Linked DNA regions of Oncorhynchus mykiss: region 2 is linked to region 1. The links are chromatin contacts, called in public Hi-C maps. All regions are on one chromosome and are shown on one strand. The core of a region is the stretch at or near the end of the contact, and the rest is flanking DNA. Distances in the headings are between cores, read along the strand shown.

Region 1 (3,921 bases), core at 911-3,410:
GAAGGCACAACAGCGCCTCTTCAACCTCAGGAGAATGAAGAAATTTGGCTTGTCACCCAAAACCCTGACAAACTTCTTTGATGCAAATTGAGAGCATCCTGTATCACAGCCTGGTACGGCAATTGCACCACCCTCAACCGCAAGGCTCTCCAGAGGGTAGTGAGGTCTGCACAACGCATCACTGTGGGAAAACTACCTGCCCTCCATGACGCTATCATCCAGAAGGCGAGGTCAGTACAGGTGCATCGAAGCTGGGGCCGAGAGACTGATAAACAGCTTCTATCTCAAGGCCATCAGACCGCTAAACAGCAATCACTAACTCAGAGAGGCTGCTGCCTACATTGAGATCCAATCACTGGCCACTTTAATAAATGTATCACTCGTCACTTTATACAATGCCACTCAAAATAATGCCACTTATAATGTTTACATATCTTACATTACACATATCACATGAATATACTATATTTTATACTATCTATTGCACCTTGCCTATGCCGCTCGGCCATCGCTCATCCATATACTTATATGTACATATTCTCATTCACCCCTTTAGATGTGTGTATTAGGTTGTTGTTGGGGAATTGTTAGATTACTTGTTAGATATTACTGCACTGTCAGAACTAGAAGCACAAGAATTTCGCTACACTCGCATTAACATCTGCTAACCATGTGTATATGACCAATAAATGTGATTTGAAGAACAATGCATCCACAACATACCAACTTACCCTAACAGCCACAACAAAGTTGCAGAGGTTTTCGCCCATGTCGACCACAGTCTCAGCGTAATTCCCCTCGTGGGCCAAACTGGGCCAGAACCGGGCTGTTCCCTCCGGAGCCACCGCCATGACAGAGATAGACTGAGCATTCAAGACAAAGTCCCACAACAGCAAACAACCATGACTGATGGTGAGTTGATTGGAATTTCAGTTCATTTGTTCCTGATTATTAGCCTGGGTGCCAGCTTATTCAGTCAGGAATGCCTTGTCAAGACAACAACAAGTAGGCTAAAGCAGAAAGAGACTGGCACTCAGGCTAGCTGCTCAACAGCTAACAGTTAAGTCATTAGGCAGACATGTGTGATGAGTTCCCACCTTTGGAGGTTGAATAGTTTAGTTTCCTGATTAGTGATATAGTCATTGATTACCTGAACAGTGGAAGTCTCCAGAGGGCTGGGAGATGATATCGAGATGAGGTCAGCATAGTAGACAAACTCACTAGTTGGCAGCTGGAGGCCCTTACATACTGACAACTAGGAAACACAACAGAGAAGGTTCACGCATTGGCACTGCATGTTTTTTTTTGTTATTATAGGACACACTGCATCAATGTGTTGCATATCTCATCATTATCAACCAGGGTTGTGTATCCAGTTTTGAAACGGAGTGACACAAAGTGGTAGGGTTCTACCTGGACTTGCCCAATAAGGAGGGCTCATTTTGTGTTCCGTTTCAAAGCGCTTTGCTACGGTGTGACCCACTGAACTGTACCTTTGCAACAGCAGTCTGGCAGATCTTCCAGATGATCAGTCGCTCTCCACACACCATCCAGGCCCAGCCACTCTCATCCACCTTCACAGAGATCTGGTCATCAGCTGAGGGACACAAAACCCGTGGGAGAGTAGAGCATTGATCGGGATGACCTGTACAATGCATTCTACAGTATGTATAACTCGCAGAGAGATAATGACAGGAAAGAGTCAATGACCCACCATCAGCCATAGTCAAAGCCTCCATGACTTTGACAGGTAGAGAAGAGCCAAACGTCTGGACATCGAAGTGGAGTGCTTCTGAAGTTGAGTAGCTCTGCACACGCGTGGGAGTTGATCTGGAAATGAGAGGGCCAGCAGTTGTTTAAAAACACTCCACCATTGACTGTGCCTGAAGAGACACTGTTGACAATGGCATGATGGAGTATGGACACTCACCTCGATGCTAACGACGTCCTACGTGGGGAAAAAAGAAGCCCTGTAGGTGTACCGGCGAGACTCTTTCTACCGGTGACCCTTGAGGACTGCCTTCGGCCTGAACAACGGGTGGGACGAGGGCTAAACATCGTAGCTATGCCCCAAAATGCTCAATATTAATTCAGACAGCTCTTCTTATTTTGCGCGCACAATATGAAACTTCAGGCGCATTAAATATACGTCATGAAATACAAAATCAAATTCGCAGTACATAGTTGGTCCACTAGATCGTGCCATTGAATACATTTGTTTGGCCACTAATTGTTACGAATAACCCCTTCAATTAAAATCAGCATTACACTATTACTGATTGTGAATTTATTGACTTTTGCAAGTAGCTAGTTGTAGTGTTTTGGTTGTCAGTAAACAGAACACAAAATAGTTTTTTTTGCCATCACATTCAGGCAAGATAAGTCAATCGATCGATGACTGCAAGATGAGAGCAAGCTGCTATTTGATGGAAGGGGGGACATACGTGATGGGGTTGCTACGATAGGCAACGGGATATTTGTGATAAAAAACAATCACATTGCATAAATATAATCTCCTCAATAGCTGTAATTGACAACGAAGAATATCAGCACGATATGCAGTGAGTGGCCAAGTTGTTGTTGATAAGATGTTTTTCGCTAAACCGGCTTAAAGTTCCGAAAGGGCCGTGTGGCCCTTCTATCGACTAAGCTAGCTTAGCTAACGTTAGCTGCTGGCTAGCTTGCTAATGACAGGACTGCAATACTCTTTGCTTAAGCTGTTTGGTGCATCATTTTACCAGTGCATTTGTTGCTCACTTGTACGCACGTCATTCATGATTCTCCCAAGTTTGCATGGTGACCCTTGCTAGCAGTTCTATTGAATGGTTGTTGTGTTGGAAAGTGTTAGCTAGCTAGCCATATAGCACATTTTTCTCTTCAACACTACTGAAGTGAGTTACTCATGGGTCTGTAATTCCAGCAAGTTATTAATAGAGCTATCTAATTTCTAGCAGTGTTTGTATGGAGTTAACTCATTTATGGAAATGCAATGCAGTAAGTTACAGCAGATAAACAACGTCTTAATGCAGGTAAACATTTGCTTTTGCCCATGGTGTTATACTATTTCATATTTTCCCGAGGTTATGAAGCGGGTACGCACGGAGCAGATCCAGTACACTGTAGCTCAGTACCTGAAGCGGAGGCAGTATGTGGACACTGAAAGTTCCCTGAAGGGGACTAAACTGTCCCAGTCCGCAGAGGAGATGGCTGCCAACCTCACAGGTGAGGCTTTGAAGTGGCAGCTGGACGGTATCTTCTGCAAAGATCTATGACCAAATCAAGTTAAACTAGTATCACAGATGTAATGGGGGAAGGATGCCAACTATTTTTGCAGACATGATTAAGCAAATCTCACTTATTGAGAAGCTCAAGCATTATCTTTTAGTTTAGGATGAGTAGTACCAGGTGATTACTCATGGACATATACCTAATCTAATTGTCTCTCTTTCTTTGAGCAGTGCAGACAGAGTCGGGGTGTGCAAACATTGTCTCTGCTGCCCCTTGCCAAGCTGACCCTCAACAGTACGAGACCCAATTTTCCAGACTTCGCAATTTTCTTTCAGGTACTTCACAATTGCATAGAGTCTGATGATATGTACGCTGCTATGCAACATTGGGCTATGTTCCAGTGTCCGTACTAGCTTACCACTTAGTATTAAGCAATGTATTGTAAATGCTATGCTAGTTATTGTTGGCATAGGAACGCGGCCCTACTCTTTGTTTATTTTCTCTGGTCCAGAAGCGGTGTTGCCATGGGGCCAGGAGGTGAGCTGCGTCCTGTACCCACTCTTCGTTTACCTCCACCTGGACATGGTGCGCTGCAGCCTGAAGGGGGTGGTGGATGGCTTCTACAGCCGCTTCCACAGCCTCTTCCTGGGGGACGCCGAGCAGCGCTCCACCGTGGAGCAGCTTCGCCATGTC
Region 2 (3,921 bases), core at 569-3,068, 180 kb before region 1:
TAGATGGAGACATTGATGGACCGGACCTGAGTTTGTCAGCCCCGAAAGTAAACACAGGGATCGGTAGTCCAGATTTAGACATAAATGTTCCCTCTGGTAATCTCAAAGGCCCCCAAGCTGATCTCAATTTGCCAGACAGTGACATTGCTATACAATCTGAAAAATTCAAACTGCCATCCTTTAAATTGCCTCAGTTTGGAAGTCCCAATCTAAGGGCAGGTACACATATGGACTTTATGAAAACAAATTACATTTCTCCTCCAAAGGTTAAAGTGAATCTAAAAGCACCCGACTTGAAAGTTAGTCACCCAGATGTCAGCCTGAGTTTACCCAAAGCTGATACCAGAAGCCCAGAATACAAAGTGTCATCTCATGGTAAACGCAGATCTGATATCCCAGGTGGAACGCATATAAAAGTGCAAGCAGAAGACATAGATACAGAAGTGACACTGCCACACACTGATAGGAAGTCTAGGAAGGTCAAAGGAAGGGCCAGTTATCCCATTGCAGATATTGATTTGCCAAAAGTTGAGTATGAAGCGTCTGGTTTGGAACTGAGAGGTTCAGACCTTAATGATCCCACAGGGAAATTAAAAATGCCCAAATCCAAGACTTCTAAATTGGGTAGTCATACAATAGCAGACCTTGATATAGACTCAAGTCCTGCCAGTATTAACGCCTCAGTTCCTAAACTCCCACCCCCAAGGTATGGAGTAGAGGTTTCACAGCCAGATTTAAATTTGAGTAGAACTGACCTCAAGGGCAATAAACATCATAGGAAAGCCCCAGCTGGTGAAACCGGCAGAACAAAAAGGAGTCCAAAACAGTCTGAAATTGGAACTTCCATGCCAAATTTTACTCATGGTTCAAACCCCAAAATGTCTGAAGATCAAGAAGGATATTTGGTCACTGTATTTCCCAAACACCTCAAAGGGGATGTACCAGACGGAACTGGGAGCCTGAAAAATCATCACAAGGAAGAGTCAAACCGTAGATCTCATACACTCAGAAGTCTCGACTTCAGTGCATCAAATGTGGACCTTGAAGTTCCAGAAGATGAGAACTTAAAAGGGTCAACATTCTGGCTTTCAAAGCTTATATAGCGTTCAGACAACTGACTAAATGTATTTTTAGGTTGGTTTGAATCACAATCTTCTGTTGAAACATAATGCAGAAAATGTCTGTGACATATAAAACAAGCATCAGATTATTTGCACTTATTTGTACTTTTTTAAATGTAAATTCATTGGTATTTGTTATGAACATGTTGAAAATGAATGTGTAAAGCTTTCTTTTGTCAAGTGATTAAAAAAATGCATGAAAGGTTTGTTATGTTCTGCTGATAAGCTATTCGAATGGTAGTTTTACTCTACACTTGCTACATTGTAATAAAATTACATTTAGTAACTTTTGTAAATCTTTGTTTTTTCTTTCTTTACATGAATTCAACAAACTGATTCATTCAAAACAACTTCAAAATTCATTAGCCTAGGCTTCATTATTCTGACCAATTCGGACAGTAATCCTTATCAATAAAATGTATTTATAAAGCCCTTCTTACTGTCAGCTGATGTCACAAAGTGCTGTACAGAAACCCAGCCTAAAACACCAAACAGCAAGCAATGCTTATTTCCCTTACTTTTGAACATTGAAATAACGTTTGGCAAATTCAATATTTCAAGCTGAGAATTCAAAAGAATTTAACTCAACTGCTGTTTTTGTATAAATATTTGTTAGAAAAAACAATTATACTATTTCTTCATCTATTAGGGATGTTCACCTCCGCACCACTAGGTGGCAATCTTATGACGCTTGCCTTTACGCAATATAAACGTCATCAGTATGCGACGACACATCAGCACCACCTTTCTTATTTGGAAACAGAAATATCTAGGAAATGCATGTTTGTTTCAAAATATGATCTATTTAAAGACTGTTTTGAAGAAATCGCACGTATTTGGTTGGCTTAATTAGGCTTACAGAAATGTTTCGTATATCAGTTACAGTGTGTGGTCCAGGCATTTCTAAAAGGGTGAGCGTTAAGCTAGGCTAATGCTAACTTAGCTAGCTGTCACTTTATTGAGGATAAATAAAGATGTAGTGGCTGAAATTACTGTTGGCACATATCAAATTTCATTGTCAGATGTCCTCTTTTTAGTTGGCTTCATACGCTCTACCCTCAAATTTACGCATCCCTTCCAATCTCGTGGACCATGCAAGAGCAAGTAAGGTCTGCCTTTTCATTCACTGCCTTCTATCATGCACTATGGATCATTGAACTGATTGTGTAAATTTGAAGAAACAAGTTCTATACAGATGCATGTAGACTGTAAGACCCTGTCCAGACACAAAAATAGTTGAATGCAACGTTGGTCTGTCATTTTCAGAGCATTAATTTCCAACTAGGTCAGATGTAAGAAAGCTATTGATGACTTGCGGTCTCTTTCCAGAGGCCCCCTCCTCCATCAGACTCCAGTCTTCCTGTGTTGGGGAGGTGTGACGCTGTCATCCCTGTACACCTGAGCCCAGTACAGACATGGGTGGAGACGTTGGAGAGGCGGGACAGTAAACGGTTAGGTTTGGTTGACCTCCACCCCGATGTCTTTGCAGTCCCTACCAGGTAAAACTGTCAACGTCTAGTCATTGTATTTACATTTAACAGAGGATCTTATCCAGAGACTTACATATTCAGCGCTGTTATCGTTTGGTGAGAATAGTGACGCACTTAAACAACACAATGTAACTCCAAGTCAATCACACTTCTGTGAAATCAAACTGTCCACTTAGGAAGCAACACTGATTGACAATAAATTTCACATGCTGTTGTGCAAATGGAATAGATAACAGGTGGAAATTATAGGCATTTAGCAAGACACCCCCAATAAAGGAGTGGTTCTGCAGTTGGGGACCACAGACCACTTCTCAGTTCCTATGCTTCCTGGCTGATGTTTTGGTCACTTTTGAATGCTGGCGGTGCTTTCACTCTAGTGGTAGCATGAGACGGAGTCTACAACCCACACAAGTGGCTCGGGTAGTGCAGCTCATTCAGGATGGCACATCAATGCGAGATGTGGCAAGAAGGTTTGCTGTGTCTGTCAGCGTAGTGTCCAGAGCATGGAGGCGCTACCAGGAGACAGGCCAGTACATCAGGAGACGTGGAGGATGCCGTAGGAGGGCAACAACCCAGCAGCAGGACCGCTACCTCCGCTTTTGTGCAAGGAGGAGCAGGAGGAGCACTGCCAGAGCCCTGCAAAATGACCTCCAGCAGGCCACAAATGTGCATGTGTCTGCTCAAACGGTCAGAAACAGACTCCATGAGGGTGGTATGAGGGCCCGACGTTCACAGGTGGGGGTTGTGCTTACAGCCCAACACCCGTGCACGACGTTTGGCATTTGCCAGAGAACACCAAGATTGGCAAATTCGCCACTGGCGCCCTGTGCTCTTCACAGATGAAAGCAGGTTCACACTGAGCACGTGACAGACGTGAGTCTGGAGATGCCGTGGAGAACGTTCTGCTGCCTGCAACATCCTCCAGCATGACCGGTTTGGCGGTGGGTCAGTCATGGTGTGGGGTGGCATTTCTTTGGGGGGCCGCACAGCCCTCCATGTGCTCGCCAGAGGTAGCCTGACTGCCATTAGGTACCGAGATGAGATCCTCAGACCCCTTGTGAGACCATATGCTGGTGTGGTTGGCCCTGGGTTCCTCCTAATGCAAGACAATGCTAGACCTCATGTGGCTGGAGTGTGTCAGTAGTTCCTACAAGAGAAAGGCATTGATGCTATGGACTGGCCCGCCCGTTCCCCAGACCGGAATCCATTTGAGCACATCTGGGACATCATGTCTCGCTCCATCCACCAACGCCACACCACAGACTGTCCAGGAGTTGGCGGATGCTTTAGTCCAGGTCTGGGAGGAGATC

Evidence for each region. A called contact is a pair of places that touch in the nucleus more often than the background predicts.
Region 2: a Hi-C map of liver shows a contact between it and region 1, with 4 times the contacts expected there. The contact joins the promoter of LOC110495123 here to the promoter of LOC110493591 in region 1. A contact is called at or near these places in 2 of 3 Hi-C or Micro-C datasets (blood and liver).

What each region holds. Positions count from the first base shown.
Region 1 is chr17:27,869,503-27,873,423 of USDA_OmykA_1.1, reverse strand. LOC110493591 (nuclear pore complex protein Nup133) reads right to left here and starts at 2,160. Exons shown (of 26, transcript XM_021567951.2): 1 at 1,931-2,160; 2 at 1,715-1,830; 3 at 1,494-1,597; 4 at 1,151-1,255; 5 at 732-863. The coding sequence starts at 2,058. It overlaps LOC110493593 (TAF5-like RNA polymerase II p300/CBP-associated factor-associated factor 65 kDa subunit 5L), which reads left to right and starts at 2,211. Exons shown (of 5, transcript XM_021567954.2): 1 at 2,211-2,561; 2 at 3,081-3,222; 3 at 3,459-3,563; 4 at 3,743-3,921. The coding sequence starts at 3,084.
Region 2 is chr17:28,045,923-28,049,843 of USDA_OmykA_1.1, reverse strand. It overlaps LOC110495123 (39S ribosomal protein L4, mitochondrial-like), which reads left to right and starts at 1,818. Exons shown (of 7, transcript XM_036949569.1): 1 at 1,818-2,032; 2 at 2,159-2,225; 3 at 2,451-2,620. It overlaps LOC118940388 (neuroblast differentiation-associated protein AHNAK-like), which reads left to right. Exons shown (of 1, transcript XM_036949568.1): 1 at 1-1,412. The coding sequence ends at 1,103.